3 separate regions of the Gossypium hirsutum genome follow, and regions 1 and 3 are each linked to region 2. Evidence: chromatin contacts called from public Hi-C data. All regions are on one chromosome and are shown on one strand. Each heading gives the region's core, a stretch centred on a gene start, on an enhancer-like site or on the middle of the called end of the contact. The rest is flanking DNA. Distances are from core to core; before and after follow the strand shown. Region 1 holds the start of LOC107957239 (transcription factor GAMYB). Region 2 has its middle 34 kb from the start of LOC121229078. Region 3 has its middle 11 kb from the start of LOC107904393.

The links. A called contact is a pair of places that touch in the nucleus more often than the background predicts.
Region 1: a Hi-C map of leaf shows a contact between it and region 2, with 2.6 times the contacts expected there. The contact joins the promoter of LOC107957239 here to the enhancer-like site in region 2. A contact is called at or near these places in 7 of 34 Hi-C or Micro-C datasets (anther, hypocotyl, leaf and 1 more).
Region 3: a Hi-C map of leaf shows a contact between it and region 2, with 3 times the contacts expected there. The contact joins two enhancer-like sites. A contact is called at or near these places in 6 of 34 Hi-C or Micro-C datasets (hypocotyl, leaf, petal and 1 more).

Annotation. Positions count from the first base shown.
Region 1 is chrA05:35,168,870-35,171,569 of Gossypium_hirsutum_v2.1, forward strand. LOC107957239 (transcription factor GAMYB) reads right to left here and starts at 1,349. Exons shown (of 5, transcript XM_016892710.2): 1 at 1,116-1,349; 2 at 903-1,009; 3 at 1-90. The coding sequence starts at 31.
Region 2 is chrA05:34,853,736-34,856,435 of Gossypium_hirsutum_v2.1, forward strand. No RefSeq gene overlaps it. Among protein-coding and RNA genes, the nearest start is that of LOC121229078, 34 kb to the right of the region's middle. Within about 2 kb of position 1,271, at least 9 of the 9 cell types and tissues checked have an H3K27ac peak or open chromatin away from gene starts, as enhancers often do. A contact at or near this core is called in hypocotyl and leaf, where this site is marked.
Region 3 is chrA05:35,271,168-35,273,867 of Gossypium_hirsutum_v2.1, forward strand. It overlaps the pseudogene LOC121229081. Among protein-coding and RNA genes, the nearest start is that of LOC107904393, 11 kb to the right of the region's middle. Within about 2 kb of position 1,379, at least 8 of the 9 cell types and tissues checked have an H3K27ac peak or open chromatin away from gene starts, as enhancers often do. A contact at or near this core is called in hypocotyl and leaf, where this site is marked.

The DNA of each region.
Region 1 (2,700 bases), core at 99-2,598, 320 kb after region 2:
CATCTTCCCGCTCATGTTTTGTGTGACTCATCTCTTTGTAATCACACACAAAGCCTTAGCAACAGGGATGAACCATCCAAAACTCAAAACCTGAAAAAAAAATATATAGAATACACGCAAAATTAAAATACATATATAAACAACAAAAAAGGAAGAAGAAATAAAGACCATGCCTTTTTTCCGCTCACTTTTCCATACTTGCACTCCAACTCCAACAGGTTCATTATTTTTGTTTTAAAATACATGCTCACTCTTTATACATCGCGACAAGCTATAAGTGGATCAACCATGACAGTCCTTTATTGAAATGCTACATAAGAATCGTGATAGCATACATAAACGTATTAAAACCATAAAAGGAATCAAAACTCCTTGGGAAATATCGGCACAACTCTAGAGATGGGGAATTGAGAAACAACAGAAAATTTCATCACGTACAGAAAGACTAAAAACAGTTAATGGAAAACAAAACTATCCACAGAATATAAAATTCAGCAAACCTAGACGCAAACCAAAGCGAGCATCAAATTCCGATTATATTGAAAAAAAATGGCAAAATCATACCAATCTTTGAAAGTTAAATTAAACCCTTTTACCTAAACTGGAAAGCAGATAACATATCATTTTCAAAAATTAAAAGAGACCCGTTTCCAGAAATGAAGACATTAATAAATTCAGATAAAAGTAAATTCCAAATTTCATTTATTGCACTATGATTCTCTAATAAATTACTCCAAAAATCTATCATTAATAAATTATAAACTGCAGTATTGCACTATCAACTACTATATTAAAAAAAATGCTAAATTTAAATTACATAAATACAAAGTTGCTCATTCATTAAAGAAGCAAAACAATTTTTTATAAAAAAATCTAAGAAAATTTAGAACTCAAATACCTGCCTTAACAAGATGCAAAATTTGGGGGAAAACTGCCAAAAATAAAATTTTGAGCTCAATAATGATTCCTGATTGAAGTGAGAGCTGAGACAAAAGCGAAAATGGAAAACCTGAAATTCAACACAAAGAAAAATTAAAGGATATAAATTCCTAGATCTACAACCATTAATTATAAAAGAGCAAATCCTAGATGAAATATATATATATATTTCTAACCTCAATTTTTGAGCTATAAGGAAAAGGATCCGAGAATAGAAAGAGCAAAACATCGAGAGATCTGACAAAGGAGAGATTACAAAAAAGAAAGCCTTTTCTTTTTGTAATTTTGAGGTTTTGTGTTTGGGGAGAGAGAAAATAGAAAGGAAAAAAAAGAAAAAAATAAAGAAAGGAAAGAGAGAGAAAGAAATGTAAAAAAGAGAGGAAATGAAGGAGCAAAAGATGGAAAGAAAGAAAAGAATGGGAGAATTATTTTTATTATTATAGTTTGTTTAATTGTTTTTTTTAATGAATTTCATTCTATCAATTTATTCATTTAAATAAAATAATATATATTTTCTAAGTAAAAGATATTGTATTTTTCTTGGTTAAATTTTACAATTTATCCCTGTACTTTATGAAAGTTATGAATCTAATCCATATATTTTAATTTTTTTACTTTTCAAATTTTAAAATTTCAATCCTCACCAAACAATAACTACTAAATCATTAAGTTAATTTTTGCTATTTCTAAAATCTAATGTGGCAAACATATTAGCATATGGGTAATGTCATATCAGCTTGTTAGTTTCACGTATTATTCACCAAAAATCTAGTTAATGAATTAACAAATGCCATTCACATCAAGACTAAAATTTTAAAATTCAAAAAAGTACACGGACTTAAAATGATCCAATTGTTAAATATGGGTTAAATCTACAACTATATGCATAGTACATGACTAGTAATTGAATTTAACTGATGTTGTTTAGGTTAACATTAAAATTGACCAAATTCAAAAAATATAAAGATTAAAATTGATTAAACTAGAGTATAATAATTAAATCTACAACTTTCGCAAAATAAATGAACTAATTAAAATTTTAAAAAAAATTGCTCGAGAGTCGATTTAAAATTACATAAAAACCATATAGATAAAATAAAGTATCGACTTTCACTCTATTTCTTTAAAACAATATTAAAGAAACTTAAAATCTCATATTTAAAAATGAAAACTTTATAATCCATATTTTGCTTATTTATTTTTTTATATGTATAATATTGGCTATTGAGCAAATTAATTTTTTTTTAAAATCTCATATTTAATTATATTATCAATTAGACCTTTAATTATCAAATAAAAAACAATAGTTGTATTAAACTCTTGGGTTAAAATTATAAATGTGAAAAGAGTATAAGGATTAATATCATAAATAGACTCTTTGTCTAATTTTCTTGATCAAAGCCCTTTCTGGAAACTTGGCTTATTTGTATGCTAAGATATTAAAATGATTTATGAGAAAAATATTGTAATTTCAAGTTTTAATTTTAAATTTTTATATCAGAATTGTTTTCAAATATATTAAATATTTGAATGCAAAAGTAAACATCAATAACTATTTAAATGTAATAAATAAATAAAAAACATACAAGGAGATAAAATAATAAATTTAAAAAAAGAAAACTCATATTTTAACTTAAAATAAGTTAGTTAATATGTAATGATATTTTTTTAAGGTGAATTTTAGGAAGGAATTTAGTAACGAATATCTTAAAATATACCCATATTTTTATGTAATACTATTTTCATCCAACTGAAATTAAT
Region 2 (2,700 bases), core at 21-2,520:
AAATATGTACAAAATAAAGCGGAAATTAGCAAAAGATGTAGTATAAGACAATTTTATAATAATTACGAATTAACGAACACATAATATACATACTATATGAGTAGATTGATTTACATAAAAACTAGTAATATAATTATTGAAATAAAACATTTGAATCAAATAATATGTAAAATATTTTAAACACAAATTTATTTAAGAATTGACAATATGCATGATTGCTTAAATAATATATAAAACATAAAAGAATAATAAAACACATAATAAGATATAATGTATATAATAAATTCATAAAACATGTATATATAAATAGATTTGGGAATAATTATAGCATGAAATTAATAATGTATGAAAAATTAAATAAATATATAAATTATACACGTAACAAATTTTAAAAATATAATCATGTACGCAAAAGATAAAAAAACTACATTTATAAAATACCTAAATCTAGTGATGTATATTTATAAAACTATATTTATAAGGGAATTTTGAAACAAATGACATATAACATAATTTTATATGTAACAAATTGATTTGGATTAATGGTACATGTAAATAATACATACATAAGATAATGATATGTAGAAGTATATGATATAACTAGAATATATACTCTTAAATATGGTTCTTAAAAAAACATGGTGTACACATAAGTAAACTTAATGGAAACTATACATTCATTGAAAATTTTTACATAACGGAAACTATACATTCATTGAAAATTTTTACATAAAATAATGTGAAATCAATAACACGTATGGGAGTATAAAGGTAATTTAATATGAATTATGTACCATAATGTTAGATTTAAAATCATGCAGACTTAAAAAAAATATAAAATATCTTTACATACATATATGGTAAAAATTAAACAAGTTAAAACATGCATGAGGATATATTACAAATGGATTTCTTTGGAAAAAAATAAAGAATAAAACTTAAGCTAAAAGAAAACTCAATCGAAGCAAGAATAAAATTAAGAGGATAATTTACAAGTGAAATAAGCTTTTGAAATTAAAACGAGGACCCTCGCGCAATGCGTGCAAATGTGTATGGGCTAAAGCTGGAAATAATCCAGATCTCCAAAAACATTCTGCTGAAGCACGGATCCAATTGCAAATGCACTCAAATTGCCAAGCCAAATTAAAAAAAGAAATAAGAAAATAACATGTAATTGAGTGGTAGCGCGAAAAAAGAAGGATCAATTGCGCAATTATCCTCCTCCGCAGAAACACGCGGATCCAAGGGGTAAAGGAACCGGATTGGGTCGGGCAAGCCTAAACGGTGCCGTTTCAAGGCTACAAATCCATGCCTTAAACATCGTCGTCTCATGGTGCCAATTAAAAGAAGAAAACAGCTTCTAAAAGCTTATTTCGACAGAGCAAATTGAAGAGGGGAAACAAACCCTAAGGATTTGCTCCCATTCAGCCGACGCTTTCAACATCACAATTGATGGATGGCACCGTTAGATTCCCCCTTCCTAATCACCTATTCATCTTCACCGGATGGTGCTCGTCGAGCCCGGAGAAATCTCAGCCCGAAATCCCTCCTCAACTTCGATTTCAGAGAAGAAAGGAGAAGAAATCCATGGCCTGCTCGCACTGTAAGGTTTCTGTTCACCTTTGTTTCTTTTTGACAGAATTAGATGCAACCATGAAAATAAACTGAATGCAAAAGTAAAAAAACACAAAGCTTAAATAGGCAATCACCTCTGAATCTTGATTGATTTCTCTCTATTTAATTAGTATGCGAATAGTGTGAGTGCGTAAATCCTCTTAGAGTACATTCAACGGCTTTTTATAGCCGGATTTACAGAATAAAGTAAAAAAAATAAAATTACATTTTCGTTGCTGGCATTTGCTGTGAATTTGGTTATCTCTTTCTTCTCGTGTGTTCTTTGCAGGAACAGCCGTACGGAGGAGTGAGGAAAGGTGTGCGTGAAAGAGGCCGTGCGGGGAAATCGTTCATGGGAGCCGGACCCCTTGGTACTATTCTGGCACGTTCCAGAAGCTTCTAGTGCTCTCGGCTGTTGAGATTCCCCTTTTGGGTTCTGTATTTGGGCTAGGTTTAGGATATGGGTTTATGACTTTGGGTTAGAATTGTATTTGGCTAGTATAGGTTCTTTATTTGAGCCTGAAATTTTGTAAAAGGACATTGATGATGGACTTTTATTGGTTTTTATCTTAATTTATTTTTGTTTTTGTTTATTTTTATTTTTGATTTTTCTCTAACAATCCCGGGCGAAATGGGCCAATTACATGTTCTGTTTGGTAAATTGACTCATTTTAGTTCCTGAGTAAACCAACGTTCGTTGAGGCCTTTGTAAATGTATTTAGGACTCTGTTTCAACTTAAACTCGTGTGTGTATTTTCAATTATAGGATTAAAACTAATTTTTTTTCATGCACTAATGTGATGTGATAAATAGAATTGAGATAGTATGTAGTAATGGAATACAAGTTAATCTGATATTGAATCTGGGCAACTGAATATGTGTGTTTCTATTTCTATATGATTGTCAAAACCATTCTTGTTTTTTTTTGAAAAAACGGTCGACATTTTATTTTGAAAATGGAAACGAATATGGGAGTTGCCACCAATCTTTTTTTGTTTAGGTGTGATAGGATCACCTCGTAATTTGATTGTTTTAATAAAATGTTTTGTCTTATTAAAACAACGATTTTGGTCTATGAAATTCGAG
Region 3 (2,700 bases), core at 129-2,628, 420 kb after region 2:
AAAATTAAGAAAACCTGTCTCAGGATACATACCCGTCCCTTACACTTACACTCAAGTCCGAGTAGCATAGAACCTAAGATCCTTGATTTACTGTGAGAAGTACAAGAAACAACTGGAGACGGCATTGGTTTCCTTGTTTTTGTGTTTCCAGCCCTCAAATCTTAACTCCTTAAATATTTTCTCTGATTCAATTCAGCCTGAAAATGATACCGCACATATTACAACTGCATTTGCTTCTGCATGTAGTTTTCATTCATGGTTTCATACATGAAAATTTTTACAAGTTTCATTCATCACTACTGCATACGATTTGTTTTCATTCTTGGTTCTGGGATTTTATATTCTCAGGAGCTAGAGAAGCTGCTGCCGTCCGCACCTCCTCCCGAGCCAAAATATCAGCTTCGTAGAACATCATCAGCCCCATTCTAACAATCCCGTAGCAGCTAGTGTGAAAGTTTTGCATATACAAACTAGCTTCTGGAATCTGTTTCTGGTTTCAATTGAGGTATAAGGTTGAAGTCAATGCATCTTCCAGAGGCAGCCATTGTTTCATATGCCGGTAACGGTTGCTTCCCTCTTGTAAGAGTTTTTCTTTCCCCCTTCATGTATTTACTTTTTTACTATGAAATTAATTCAACTGGTAAGCTTTGTCCCTAAATGTGTAGTTGTGCGCCTTTTCTTTTTTTTCTTTTTTTTTTAATTTCCTTTTGAAATTAAATGTGTAGTTTTGTCCCTAAAGGTACAACATATTATCATAAATAAAGACCAAGAGCCAAACCCATGTAGCAGGTGGCCACGACCAGCCCCCAAATCACCAGGAAGCAAATGAGATCCCACCAGGGCCTCCTTTAAGAATGGCAGCTTTTGCCAATTTATCTGCACTCCCATAAGCCCTCCTCTTAATGTAAATGATTTCCCGGTAAAATTTCAGTTTCAGTCCTCACCGAATGGTAATTATTAAATTCATTAAGTTTTGTTATTTTCAAAATCTGATGCATCAAATATATTATCATGTGTTATGTCATATTAGCATATTATTTTTTCATTACTCATGAAAAATCCAATTAAATGATTAATAATGATCATTTGCATCAAGATTGAAATTTTAAAATTCGAAAAGTATGGTTTTAGGATAATCCATTAATTTTTGCAAAAAGTAGTAGAATTTAACCTTTAATAATCATTCTCAATAATCAATCTAGCACCGCTAGCCCGTTACAAGCAACGAAGATATCCAAAGCTTCCTTTAACAGCTTGTAACTCAGAAATCAAGGGGTCACAAACACCAATCACAATAGAGAAAGTAAAAAGGGTAGTACCATTATGATCGGATAAAATCCCTGAAGACCAGCTGGTCCAGGGTTAATTCTAACCGGGTCAACACTAAATTTCAAAGTCCGTGGAGCGGACGACATCCGAAGGGAAGATAGAGACCGCCTTGTCGACTTGAGCATCCTACGAAATTTATGGCATAAAAGGAAATCATTCAAGGAAAGAGTAGCTTTAGGCCATTTTGCGTTACTCCACCATACTATTCTCATCAAAGTAAGGTCGAATAAATAGTTAATATCAACGACCCTCCCCTTGGAAACAAATTCATTCCAAAAAAAAGACAGATAAACCAAGAGATCGTTAAAAAATGCCACCTCCCATGCCTTAGCCCATCTGCTCAACCTACCAGCTTGGACTCAAGCATCAGGGAACAACCGAGCGTTACAGGGGCAGGCCCAATTGACATTCCAAAGGGCCACCTATCTCAGCAAAATTCACCACGAGATCTCACAATTAAGGCAGAGATGGACAACCGACTTAAGAGCAAGATGGCATAAACTAAAAATGATCATTGCATCAGAAACAACCACACATTTAGCAAATTCCACTTTTGTAGGGAAAAGAATTCAATCTTAAGAGGGGTAAGACCAATCCACAGCTTCCTCCAAGCAGTACAAGATACCATCCCCTTTGAACACACCAACCTGCAATAATCTTTAGACGAATAAATTCCTATTGATGAATCGTAGCACCTGATGCAATCAGCTTGCATGGACCCAAAATTGAACCCTTCCAACTAGAGCTTCAAGGCTTCCCACTGATTCAATTCCCAATCATAGGGAGTTCTTCACAAACAAATGCCCTACTTCTAGCTTCCATTCTCCTATCTTCCTAACTCACAAACTTTTCCCACCTTATTAGACACCAAAGCGAAAATCCTAGGCAAAGACTTAAAAAAAGCTTTGGTGTGCTGGTAGTTTAACGAACATATTATAAGAGGAAAGCAAGGCTAAGGGAAAAATCAACACACAATATTTGGTAACGCAATTCGAATTCGTCAATCCTACCCTATAGAACCTCGCTAATGATTTTATTTAACTATTGTCCGGATCACCTATTAGCTAAAGTTTAATTTACGCTTACAACAATGATAATTATAGCCCAAACTCGTTTAAGTTTACTCTCCAAGCAATACCTAAAAAAAAAGAATGCAAAATTACAGAGCAAAAAGTAACAACTACGACGGCTTCTCCAAGTAACTTGAAAAGATAAATCAACATTTAAAATAAAGAAATTATCCACACAAAAATCCCCCCTTTAAATTTTGAATTAATGCTTCCTCTCCAAGTAAATTCAAAATAAGCTTCAACACCAAGTAAGACCAAGTCACCAAGTAAAAGAATAAGGTTATCTTTAAATCAATCTATT